Regions from separate parts of the Neogale vison genome. Here region 1 is linked to region 2. Evidence: chromatin contacts called from public Hi-C data. All regions are on one chromosome and are shown on one strand. The core of a region is the stretch at or near the end of the contact, and the rest is flanking DNA. Distances in the headings are between cores, read along the strand shown. Region 1 has its middle 160 kb from the start of P3H2. Region 2 overlaps TPRG1 (tumor protein p63-regulated gene 1 protein).

Region 1 (6,433 bases), core at 172-2,671, 580 kb after region 2:
ATGAATGAATGAATGAATGAATGACTCTCCTTTTTTACCCCTTACTGCAAAGTATGCTGATAGTGCCATCTGCTGCTAAGCTCTGATTCTGTGTTTTCCGCACCATGAAAAGAAAGTGAGAGAACGCTCAGGAAAAGGAACAGGAAAAAAAAAAAATGTGCCTTCTAAAATGTTGGCTCAGAAAAGCCACTGAAATGTCCCACTGCGGGAGGTGAGCAGGTCAGAAGGGCCCAGTGACGTGGCTGCAGGAAGGCCAGGATCTCCTTCCAGATTGGTGACTGGCAACTAAATCGGAATTAAAACACCTTTTCAATTTTGTAGAACAAGTTTCCCTTCTCCTGTGCCCCGGCCCCAGCATGAAGGGTGTGGTTTATGGCCAGATATCATTTGTAAATCTAACACTATGAAAATTAACTTTGAAGATTCCAAGATGTTTCAGGGGAGAATGCATTAAAAGAAAAAAAAAAAATCATGAGAGCTGAAAAAGCATTGCTGGAGAAATCATAGTCCTATCCGTTTTTCTTCTTTTTACACATTTTCATGTAGTAAAAATAACAATTGCCTTTTAATGATTGCCTGCTAGATGTTTGACATTTTCCTTCCTCTGGCTCAATTAAATCTTCAGATAACTCAACAGATAAGTATTACTTGCTCTTTTACAAAGACATTGAATATGAGGGGATAAGAAATGTGTCTGTAATCAGAGAGCTGGGAAAAGCCTGCAGATACTCCCTGTCTGGGGGGCACAAAACCTGCCCTCTTCCTTGCTGCTCTACCCTGACTCTGTGATGGTGACCTGGGCCGGGAGTCAGAGGACCTGGATTGAAGTCCAGATTCTACTAGTAACTTTTGTAGAAAGATGGGTCAATAAATTTTTTCCCTGGGCCTTCGTGTCCCCAACTCTAAATTCTATAAGGGGTGTAGGACCAGATGCTTTCCAAACTCCTTCCAGCATGGGAGTCTGCTGTTTGCAGTGGCCTTGATTTGCTGAATTATAAAAACAGAACTTTACTGTGTCTGTGATTTTCCCTTGAGCTTCCAACACTGGCGTCATCTTTCTAGTCTAAACAGCTCTGGACAGGTTAGTGTGGACTTCAGATAAACAATAACCAAAAGCACCCTATGCTGAGCTTTGAAGGCCACTCTATCTCTTTTCATTTAATTTCTAAATCATTCTGCATGTAAATGATGCACCCCCCCCAACATTCAAAGCATGATGTATACTCTATGCTGATTCTGAAGGCTGTGTGGTTTGAAGATTTCTGTATGCCAGTTTGTCACCTTTGACATCTTTGACAACTGGCCTTTAGTTGTAAGTGCCTTGGTAGGCACTGTGTCCCAGGTTGACGGGCGCACCTCGACAGATCAGAGTCCCCAGAGACAGAACCTCCACATGGTGCCGAGCTTTTGAAGTGGATCACTGGTGCTTCAAAGCCAAGTTCATGGTACAGGGAACAACATCTGATGTACTTTCATTACCCTTAGAGACAAAAATCATTACACAGATGCCAAATGGCTCAGAAAAAAATCTGTACCCTGTGCTCAGCCCTGCGGCCTGGAAGTTCAGAGGAGGCTCAAAGTGCTCCCCGGGAGGAGACCGGAGCGTGTTTGAACAGACCCATAATCATACCTGGCACACTCAGAGTCCCAGAAGCAACCACCTTGCTGAAGACAGTACTCTCCTTCTAGATTTCCACTGGGGTATGCAGAGGGGTGAGTCCTGAGGTCACATAAGTCCGTATGGATTCCTCCTGCCTTCTAACGATTCCTAAAAAAAAAAAAAAAAAAAAATGGTCAGAACTGCAGTGTCCTGACAGAGTCCAAACACTTAGTTTCCACTCAGGAAACTGACAGCTACTGTGACTTTGACCTAAGGCAAAGTATTCATCCACTCAGGGCATCTTCTTCCCTGTATGTGAACCACGACCTTGTCTACTGGGAGGCGGCAAAACACTTATTGACCACCGTGCCATAAACAATGAAGGGAAATGGATTCCTGTTCCAGGAATCTTGACACTCCCCGGTCAAGAGAGGGCCAACAATGCCTTCATGACTGTTCTTCACTTGTATTAAGTAGCTAAAAGCAGGACACATTTCAGATTATGACTACTCAGAACCAAATTTGCTAGAAAACGTTGTGATAACCTTATCTTGGATACCGAGAGAAGAAAAAGCTTAACAGGTCTTTCTTGCTTACCAATATTCACCTCAAAGAAGTGTAATTCTAACTCCTATTATCTTGTGAGAATAACAGGTCTTGACACTCTGAACTCGAAATCAAGTAGAAATACTGGTGTCTGTTCAGCAAATGTGTGAAATGCTGGAACATCACGAGAGCCCAGGATACTACTCCAGTGACCAAAAGCCTTGAAGTTGGCTTCTAAGCCTCGGGGCTCCATAATTTATTCTAAATCTAAGCAATGTAATTGCTTAAGACCTTCAAAGGCATTTAAAAAGTTGAACAAACCAAAAACGGGTACAGGGACCAAACAAAGTAAGTGTGATTGTACACATCACATGATGTCCTATTCAGCCTTTTGCCTTGAAATGAGGCCAATGGACCCCATTAACTCCTGCTGGAGATGGTTTACTTCCAAGGATTCCTAAAGCCTCTGAAACCCTATTCCCTGCCCGACCTTAGAAGAGATGTCGTCCCTGAAAGTATTGCCTAGGTTTCTGGTTTTACTAAAAGCTTGACTGATTTTACCAAATGCTTTAGGCTTTTCAGACAATGCACCTGACTATTCTCAGGTGGGCTGGGAAACACTCATTATTCCCATTTCTGAGATGAAAGGTGAAGACTTTGAGAGTCAGCTGCCTCCACGGCAGGTGAGATAGGAATTTTCTCAGACTCGCCGGCAACGGATTAGGCCACTGGAAGAGGCCCCTGAAGGATGGCTTTCACTTCTGCTTCCCCTGACACTCGCGGCTCCTCTGTTTTTTAGTAAGAATCACGGTCCTCGGCAGCTTCACCCCACCCACTTAAATATACCTCCTCCTTAGGAAATAAAATAAAACTTCCTTTTAAACTGGTATTTATTTGCATTTTCACAGCATTCATTAAAGTGCTTTCCCAGGGCAATCCGCAGTCAAGATCCCATCCCACCCCCCTTCCGGAACCCCAGCTTTTATATGCACTCTCTCTCGGACAGCTTAACGTTTCAGAACCCTGGAAATCACCCAGGTCAAAGGCCATGCTTTTTCAGTGGAGGACACTGTGGTGGAATGAGAGGTCACATGGTTCGTTTCTGCTTATCTGTTGCAAACCCAGGACTCGAGACCCCGCTGAATGGTTGCCTTTTCTGTGAAGCTTTCCCTCTTTGCCACCACTCCCTTCTCTCTCCCTTCCCATGGCCTTTTTTTTTTTTTTTTTTTGTCCCTGCTTCTATTATAACCCTTTATCACAGCACTCACCGCATTTTGTATTGTTTCATTTGTTTATATGCATTTCTTTTTTTTTTTAAGAGTTAGCATTTTTATTTATTTTATTTTATTATTACGTTAGTCCCTACACAGTACATCATTAGTTTTTGATGTCGTGTTCCACGATTCCTTGTCTGCGTATAACACAAACAATCTTATTTCCTTTTCTACTTTGCTTTGAATTCCTCAAACGGGAGGATGGAACCTTGGTCATTTTCGAATACCTCCTCAAACCCACTGCCGTGTAACCACTCAAAAACCGTCTGATTAACGAATTCATGAGTGACCGGAGCTTCACCAGAACACTCTGCTGTGACCATTCATTTTCCCTGTTTACAAAATGAAGATCGCTCTGATGTGTCTCTCAAGATAATTGTGCAGTTACGTATGATTGCCAAGTGCTTCGAGACCATAAAAAAGCTTTATAAATGCCAACTATGATTACAACCCTTTAAAACAATGGGATGTATGATTTACAAGTGGAAAAGATGAGCCATGGCAGGTAATACCTCTTCCCTGGTTCTCATTTCTATCCCCGCCCACCATCAGGTCGTAATTCGGAGGCAGACACAGCAACGTGGGAGAAGAAGGGAGGGTTGAACTACAAGCTGGCTCAGGTTTCCATGGCCTTTGCCATCACATTGCCATCAAGAGGGGAGGGCAACTATATCTGACAAGAGGGGCCAATGACAAGAGCTCCCAGATGGACGGATGACACCTAGGTCACTGTTGAAGTGGAGACAGCATGAAGAACGCAGGCGGGTGGCCCCTCCGAAACAGATGACCAAGGAGGGCCCATAGAGTGGAAAGGCTCTCAAACTCTGCTCTTGTCACCTTATGTTCCCCCTCCTCTCAAGTGCATCCTATCAACTGGCTAGAAGAGGTGAAAAAAAAAAAAAAAAAAAAAAGGACCATTCAGATTTTCCTTCTAGCAATGTGTGGCAGGAAAAGATAGGGTAGGAACATCTTGCATGGTTATTTTTCTTGGGAGCCCTTAACCACATTTTTGAAGGCAGAGGTGACTCGCCAGGCCAATCTTTTACATGGCGGATGCCATCCACTGCAGAGCAAGCCAAGATGGATGATCAGATTGTTCCAGACTTGACGTTGTTTGGCCTCACAGGTCAGCAGGAGGTACAGAGAACGTGGTGATTTTCCAGGGGTGGGAGGTAAGGGCGAAGGTCTGACCCCATGAGTCTGCATCTCCAGCTCAGCAGTGAGCTCAGAGAGTGGTTGACGTTACATGTCTCAATGTGTCTGAAGAAATCAACCAGGTCCCAAACAAAATAGCCCCGTGTCTCATGTTGAAAACATCAAATTACCTGGGAGTAGGGGATTTGTGGGTGGGCTATGGGACTAGGTGGGGAGGTCACTTCACATCGTGGGCTTCTTGGCAGGAGGAAGAGGGATTGTAACCAAGGACCTGAATCTAACCTGTGGTTTAGAGTTTTTGCCAAATGGCTCCCGTACCCCTGGGGAGTTCTGGATGTGGGAACAGTTAAACTCTTCTCCACTTCTCAGCCATACCACCGTCAGTCACCTCAGAATGTTTCATTACTTGGCATAAAGAATTGGTGAGGTGGCCCCCATTACCTCCTTCCTTGACGTCAGTGAGGGAGTTGTTCCCTGTGGCTGTCTCATGTGAAATATTTCAGCATTTGTACTTCAATTAAAACTCACAGGTATATATTATTAAATGGTAGTGACTCATTCCATGGCATCTCCTCAACTGAGTAAGTGCCAAAAAGTGCTTTGTGCCCAGTAATGACGGAGACTGCATTAAAACTAACATTTCTTGTCAAATAAACTATAATCAGGGCTCTGAAGAAAGTATCCCACATATCCAAGAATATCACTCTGTCCCGTGTCGGTGTTTCCTCAAGAAGAAATTTATGCTCAAGATTCTCTCTGCTTTGAAGGAAGAGGAAAAAGACACCTGACTAGAACCCTCTTTCCTTCTGTGAGCTTCATGAAGGCAGAGCCTGGCACATGGAATTTTTTCCAAAGTGGGACTGATCTCATTGAATTACACAACCCGTATTCAATACATCTCTGAGGAGAGAAGGGGAAATACGCCTTCACATATCACTCAGCGGGAAGAAAAGAGAGGAGCAAAAGTTCAGATTTTATAAAAAATTGTACTTTTCTCTTCACATTAATGTATTATTTTATATTTAATATGCTTGGAAGCATGGCCAAGGGAACAAACATCTCTGGTACTTTTTTCCTCCCTCCTGTTCAAAGGGCTATACTCCGATCTCACACAAAAACATTCCAAGCTGAGTGACCACAGGCCGCAACTTCCTTTCACTGCTGTCCATGTCCTCATCTGGAAAGCGGGCCTCAGGATCTGTACCCAGAACACCTCCCGAGTTCTAGTGCGTGAGCAAACTCTGGCTTACAAGCACCCAGAGCAGTAAGAGGGCAAAAATAAAAACTTTGTGAAACTGCAGGCTTTTCACCCAAGGGTCATCTGACAAGTGGAAGTCCCCCAAGTGGTTTAGCTGAAGAGGACTGGCCTTGAGGTCCTAGAAAGTGGGCCTTTAGGCCCGGGTGGTCCCCAGCACAGACAGTGCTGCTGAGTGAATGAGAAAAAGGCCCCCCTTCTGCACAGACCCACCTCCTCTCCAGGTCCAGAGGCTGGGGAACAAGCACCTTCTCCAGCCATCAAAAAGGCACCCCTTCCTCTAGTGGCCACACCCTGGGCCAGACATTCTCACATAAACTTGACTTGGTAACCCTGGCTCAGATCGGCTTCGGTCCTCCGATGACACTCCCTAACTCTCTGAACACAATTATGTCTGGTTGGATGGGGAGCTGATTGAAAAGTGCAGGGGGGGCACCTGGGTGGCTCAGTTAGTTAAAGCCTCTGCCTTCGACTCAGGTCATGATCCCGGGGTCCTAGGATGGCGCTCCGCATTGGGCTCTCTGCTCAGCAGGGAGTCTGTTTCCCTCTGTCTCTGTCTGTCTCTCTCTCTCTCTGCCTGCCTCTCTGCCTACTTGTGATCAC
Region 2 (5,972 bases), core at 2,695-5,194:
AATGACAGTTTTTTGCTTTGGGAAAGTTGAATGTTGGCGGCAGAAACTAAACATCTGTGCATTTATTTTGCTGACCCATGAGAAGGATGGAACAGGTGAAGAGAAAAGAGTTCCGAGCTGGTATTTGATCCACTTATTTCCAGCTTGTGCAGATGCATTCTTCTCCCCCCACCCCCCCGCCGCTCCGCCTCAGTCCCTGTTTTTCTTAGTCCACGGTCCCTGGACCCACTCATATGGTTCATGTTTTCATTTTGTCATCCCTTGTTTCTCTCTTTATTAAAAACACCCAGTCAAGTGTGAAACAGGTTAAGTTCTTCTTCACTTAAATACGTGTGAATATTAGATTATCTATCCAACAGAGCGTTTATCTCACAAGGAGGGTATTTTAAAAAACTCACAAAGCAAATTCTCCTCACTAGGTGTGAGTGAGGTAAGAGGTGATTGGACCAGAGTCTAGTCTGTTGTTTTCCTGAGAAGTTACTGTCTGGCTCCGGCTTCTCATCCTCTTCTTCCCCAAATACTCCCTAAGTGAATAAGATACTGTAGAACAGTACTTTCCTCCCCAAATTAATCCTTATTTACAGAAGTAGTTCTGCACTCCACAGGACTCAGGATAGGAAGACCGGGGAACAAATGAAATCCCAGAAAAATTATAAATAGCCTCAGATTACACAATAAGCAGACAGCGCTGGGCGAATGGCAGCAATGAGGTACAGTCACCAAATGGTGACAGGCGCTTAATCCTGGTGTATTCACTCGCCACTGTTAATCTGCAAAGCTTGAAAGAAACTACTTCAATTTCAGTGGTTATGAACATATTCTACTTTTTGATTCTGTGTTGCTTGTATTCTGATTTACACAGGAGTAGAGAAGTCCACAATCTTTACAGTGCTTAGGGTCACAAAATCTTTAGTATTGCTTTCAGTGTGAATGGAGGCCCTGGAAGCCAAGGGAGTCCTCTCTTCTGAAAAGGGCATAGTGGTGAGAGGCCAGACATGGTTGGGTCATCTGATCCTTCCACTATGGAAAAAAAAAAAAAAAAGGCAACAAATTTTACCTTCTCTTTAGAGTATCTCTAAGCATAAATAAAAATGACCCAATTTTCTTTTTTCTACCTTTTCGCAACTGCATTAGAATCTGGCACATTCTGTCTTTAAAACATTAAATTAACCTTCAGAGTAGGAGCAATGTCTGCGAAGTACGAATGTCATTATGCCAGTTCTCAGTAAAGTTCTTCTCTCGCCCCATCTGACAGAATCCCTAAGTTATTGGGGGCGGCCATAGCTCTAACTGAAGCATTACATTTCTCAGACTCTCTGGATGCTAAGTATGTCCATTTGACCAAGTTCTGGCCAATGAATTGTAACCAGAAGAAATGGGAGGGCCTTTTGGGAAGATTCCTCAAAAGGCAAGGACACGCTCTTGTCTGTCCTTTTCTACTTTCCCCTCTTTCTATCTATAACAGGGATGTAGCACTCTGGCCCCAATCCTGGATGGTGGATCCAAGGATCAAACTTAAGGGTGGAGGGGGGGCAGCTGAAAGGAGCCTGGCTTCTCAGTGACTCTGTGGAACTTCCCTTCCCCTCCTACACTGCCCACCTCTGATCTTCTTTTACCTAGAGAGAACGTGCATTTCATCATTAGCTGGTATTTTTTCTGTTACATACAACCAAACCTCCTTCTAACAGAGCATAGGTGATTCTGCCAACTCCTGAAGGCTGATGATGACAGAGATGGCAGTTTCATGTGGTAGAATGTTCAGGATTCCACAGACTATGGTTCCAATCCCAGATCTGTCACTTGCCGTCTTGGATACATGACTTTTCTCAGGTTAGTGTTCTTATCTCTGAAATGGGGTTAGTAATACCCACCTCATGGAGTTGTGAAGATTAGGGAAGGATACTTGAGAGATGCTGGGCTGGTGACCACTATAGGTGGGCTCCAAACTATTAGTTCCCTCTCGCTTTCTACTTAACTCTGGGAGTTATTAGGGAGATGACATGCTACATGTATTCTTCAAGGTATTGGGAGTGCTCATAGACAGCTATCCCCTAAGAAGCTGTTGACTCACCAAGTGGGGCAGCTGGGACTACAGGTCTGCACTGTAAGTTCAGCAGGAAAGGAGTGTTAATTGTTCACTCAGCTCTAGGCCTGTCCCTCTGTGTCAAGCTAACAGGGAGCTGGGGTCTATTTTCTGGGAGGAATAGCAACTTCATGAGTTGGTTTGGGAGAGTCTGAGCCATATGAACAGGAGATAAGGGATCTATTTCTGTGAGTAGGGGAAGCACATGTTAAAATGCTCCTAAGAATGAGAATGTAGCTCCCAGTTCAGACCAAGCAGAAGGCGTGTATAGGAAGAAATGACTTTATAGGTATGCACAGAGAAGTGACCCAAATCCAGGGTGTGCCTACCTAAAACACCTTGTGTTATATTTTGTCCCATTTGCTGAAGGCGTGGCAGGTAGAGGAAGTTGGTTCTGGTGCAAAACCCAACTTATAATTAAGAATGATAGGCAATTAATATTACCTTGATTAATATTAATATTACCTTGGTTTTAAATATTCCTTGATTTTTTTTTTTAGTTAAAAATTATTTCAGCTGTTTCATATAGTTACCATCATTGTGCATTTTCCTTGTGTGTTTTTTGTTTTCTTTCATGGCAAATTAGATATTGCTGTACCCAGATCCTGGAAGAAAGATTTAGTTTTGATAGGATTAATGTGGTGATTCAACCAATGAGAACAATGGTGTCATAATTTCTACAGGGGAAAGGAGATGAATTACACATTGGCCTTACTCTCAAAAACCTGAGATCTAATTTGGGCTGGGAGAGTATATACCTAGAAAACTAATCCTCATATAACACACATACAGGACAAACCCTGAATGACTGACAGAGGCAGTGCACTGTGGGAGCACTGGAAGCACTGATTAGGCAACTGTTTTCCTAAGCATGAAAATTATTGCTAAAGATATAACAGACTAATGGATTTTGGTAGAGAACAGTAAGTGCCTCATGGGCTAGGGAAAGAGTATTATCAAAAGACATGATACAAAATGTGGAAAGTTGTTTCAGAATCCATGACTAGCCTCCTAGGCCACTGGAGGACAAGAAGGGTAGAGAGAGGGAGGGAGGGAGGGGAGGAAGGAAAACCTGTTGATCGATGGTGTTAAAAGGCAGGATAAGGAGGTTTTCTATATTTTGATTGGTCAAAGGAAGTCATAAAAGTTATAGAGCAAAAAGGCTTTTATGCATCTTGGTGTTTTCACAGCTGATAACACAATATTCCGTGTGTATTCAATGGGTGGTAAATAAATGATTCGGACAGGTGGTGGTGTGTGGCGTGGGTTAGAGCACTGAGAAAAGTTTGATCAGATCTTCGAGTCAGTCTTGCTGAGAGATGTTGGATACTTAACCTAGGTGTGGAAAGAAGAAGTTATGTATGAGAGTCTGAGTATCATCTTCTTGTGGGCAACACTGATTAATGGCTCCAGATTCCATGGGAACCAAGTTGCTTGAGATTCGCTTGGATAGAAATAAAGTCTGAAAACATTGCCTTGAGGTTTATGGGGCTACCATCCTCAGTAAGGATCGCGTTACGTGGCATTCTATGGTGAACGGGGCAGCAGGCAAGGATTTTGTCACGCATGCTCGCCACTTTGCCTTCGGGGGGTGGGGTGGGGGCGGGGTCTGTGCCAAGAATGCCCTGGATTGGATGTTGGGTGCGGTGTCGTCCACTCACTTATAATGCCCAGGGAGGCGTGTTGACAAGGATGGGTGGATGGTGGGGGGTGGCTGAGCTATTTCTTGGCAAAGCCCTGGGAGGAGGCGTGCCTCGGATGCCACAATCCTGTTATTTTTGAGTAATTGGCTGAACCAGGTGCCTGATTGGACAGGGCCACTCCCAATTTCTTCTAGATAAATATTTGGTTGCCAGGAGGTTTTATTTAAATGAGCAATACCTCCTTGGGAAGTAGTTGCCTAGGAATTCCTGCAGAGGGCAGGATCCCATCCCTGCGGGGATATGCTTGAAAACTACCCAAAAACTTACTCTGCAAGTACTTACTGTGTACTTACTGTTAGGGCACCCAGTTTGAGGTTCTATTAAAGTCTGTTGCTCTAAATAACAAGAAAACCCATCAGTGTTAGAGGCACCGTGTTTCTTCAGAGAAGCGTTTGTGGTCTTCAGTGGCGTAATGGCCGAATTCTGAAGCATATTTGGAATCCAAGTCAGGGATTCGGTGTTAAAGAGACAAATAGTAATACGTTATATGTTAATAAAATAGAAAATAAATAAATAAATACATAAATAAATGAAGAGACAAATCAGTTCTCCGAAAGGGAGCCTGATTGTTGCCGGAATCCAAAGCATAGAGTCTGGGAAGCTGGAGAATGTGGATCTTTCACACACAGGGCACTCTTGACTTTGTTCTTACTTGTAATCCATATTTAGATGTTAGCTTTTCAGACCCCATCAATTTAGCTTTTCTATTCTTTCTGTGGGGAAAATGCTCTTATATTATGTATTTTCCTTCTATTTTCACCAAATGAGACTCTGAAGAATCAGCAGTTAAATCTTAGAACTGGTATTTGGATCATCTATCTTTAGAAATACCCCAGTTAACATCCTCAGTTTCCCCCCCCCCAAAGGAAAGAACACAGAACAAAACACAAATAAAAACACACGGCAAAAAGCAGGGCATAAGGCAAAAGCACAAATAAAAAGCCCGTTATTCTAGCTTTCTGACTCAAAGTTCAGTGTTTCTGATCTTTCTGTCAAGATCCATCTTTAACATACAATTGCCATAAGAACGTGTGACTTCAAGGTCACATGCTGTGACTCTTCCCATGATTTTCCGAATCATATCTTGATCACCAACCATATGTTATTATTTTTTTTTTAACTCCCCGAACTCCTTTTCATTAGGGGTGGCATGAATGTTCACTGACTAATGGATCGCCTCAGAAAAGAGCTCTTACCCATGTGTACAAGCTTACATACAAATAAGAAAAGGCAAGAGTAATTACCAGGTTGGCCTGTGCCCCAGGGCTACATAGCGTATGTCTCAGAGAGAACCCACCTGGAGGAAGGTCATGGAAACTTAGGGACGCTTGGCAGAGAGTCAGAGTTCAGGATTTGTTTCTTTTAATTTATTGCAGGGGAAAAAAAAAAAAAAACAACTGTTAACTTTGATGTGTTTAAATTCTTTCAAGGTGCCATTATGATAATTCAGTAAATGAGAGTGAGTGATGAGAAACACAGGCTTTTGGAGCTTGAAGGGATTTTAGAGTGTCTGGTTCAGTCTCCCTTTTAGGAGAGATATAAACTGTGGTTTTAGGGGACTGTGCTCGGGACCCCAATGACAAGGCTGAGAGGAGAACCTACAGAAGGGTAATTAATTAAGAAGGTTGTTCATTGACTAAATCTTTAGTGTTGTTCTCTTTACATCATCAGGAAACAGGGAATCTACTCTTTAGAAACATCTAGGGAGTGGAGCATCAGCATCAGAGAGTATATGTGGAATTAGAGTTTTGACTTTCTGTAAATGAGCTCCCTGACCCTGGCTCTTGATGATTTTCTCTCTTCTCTTCTCTGGACTTTTTTTTCTTAAACATCTGCAGAGCAATGGGAGCATAGGCTCTGATCTTCCAGGTGTCCTTCAGAACTAAAATTGTGTAATTCAAAATTCTTATCTGGGTACTCTTAAATAATAATAAGAGGAGTAGTAGTAGTAGTAGTAGTAGTAGTAGTAGTAGTATGCTGAGGAGAGAAGAAGCTCCAAGTGGTTCTGTAGAAATTATACCTGTCAGGAACGTGAAATTTGACCCAATCTTAGCATGGAACCTTTCCCGCATTTATAAGTTATTGCTGGGGAAGGGGTTTTCAAAATAGGTTTCCCTTCATTGCTTCTTAGACTTTTCAAATAACTACCGCTTTCAATTCGGCATGTATGAAATGCATGCAGTTCC

The links. A called contact is a pair of places that touch in the nucleus more often than the background predicts.
Region 1: a Hi-C map of muscle shows a contact between it and region 2, with 5 times the contacts expected there. The contact joins two enhancer-like sites. A contact is called at or near these places in 2 of 3 Hi-C or Micro-C datasets (fibroblasts and muscle).

What each region holds. Positions count from the first base shown.
Region 1 is chr6:112,127,275-112,133,707 of ASM_NN_V1, forward strand. No RefSeq gene overlaps it. Among named protein-coding and RNA genes, the nearest start is that of P3H2, 160 kb to the right of the region's middle. Within about 2 kb of position 1,422, the one cell type or tissue checked has open chromatin away from gene starts, as enhancers often do. A contact at or near this core is called in fibroblasts, where this site is marked.
Region 2 is chr6:111,543,072-111,549,043 of ASM_NN_V1, forward strand. All of the region lies in intron 4 of TPRG1 (tumor protein p63-regulated gene 1 protein), which reads left to right. Among named protein-coding and RNA genes, the nearest start is that of TPRG1, 84 kb to the left of the region's middle. Within about 2 kb of position 3,945, the one cell type or tissue checked has open chromatin away from gene starts, as enhancers often do. A contact at or near this core is called in fibroblasts, where this site is marked.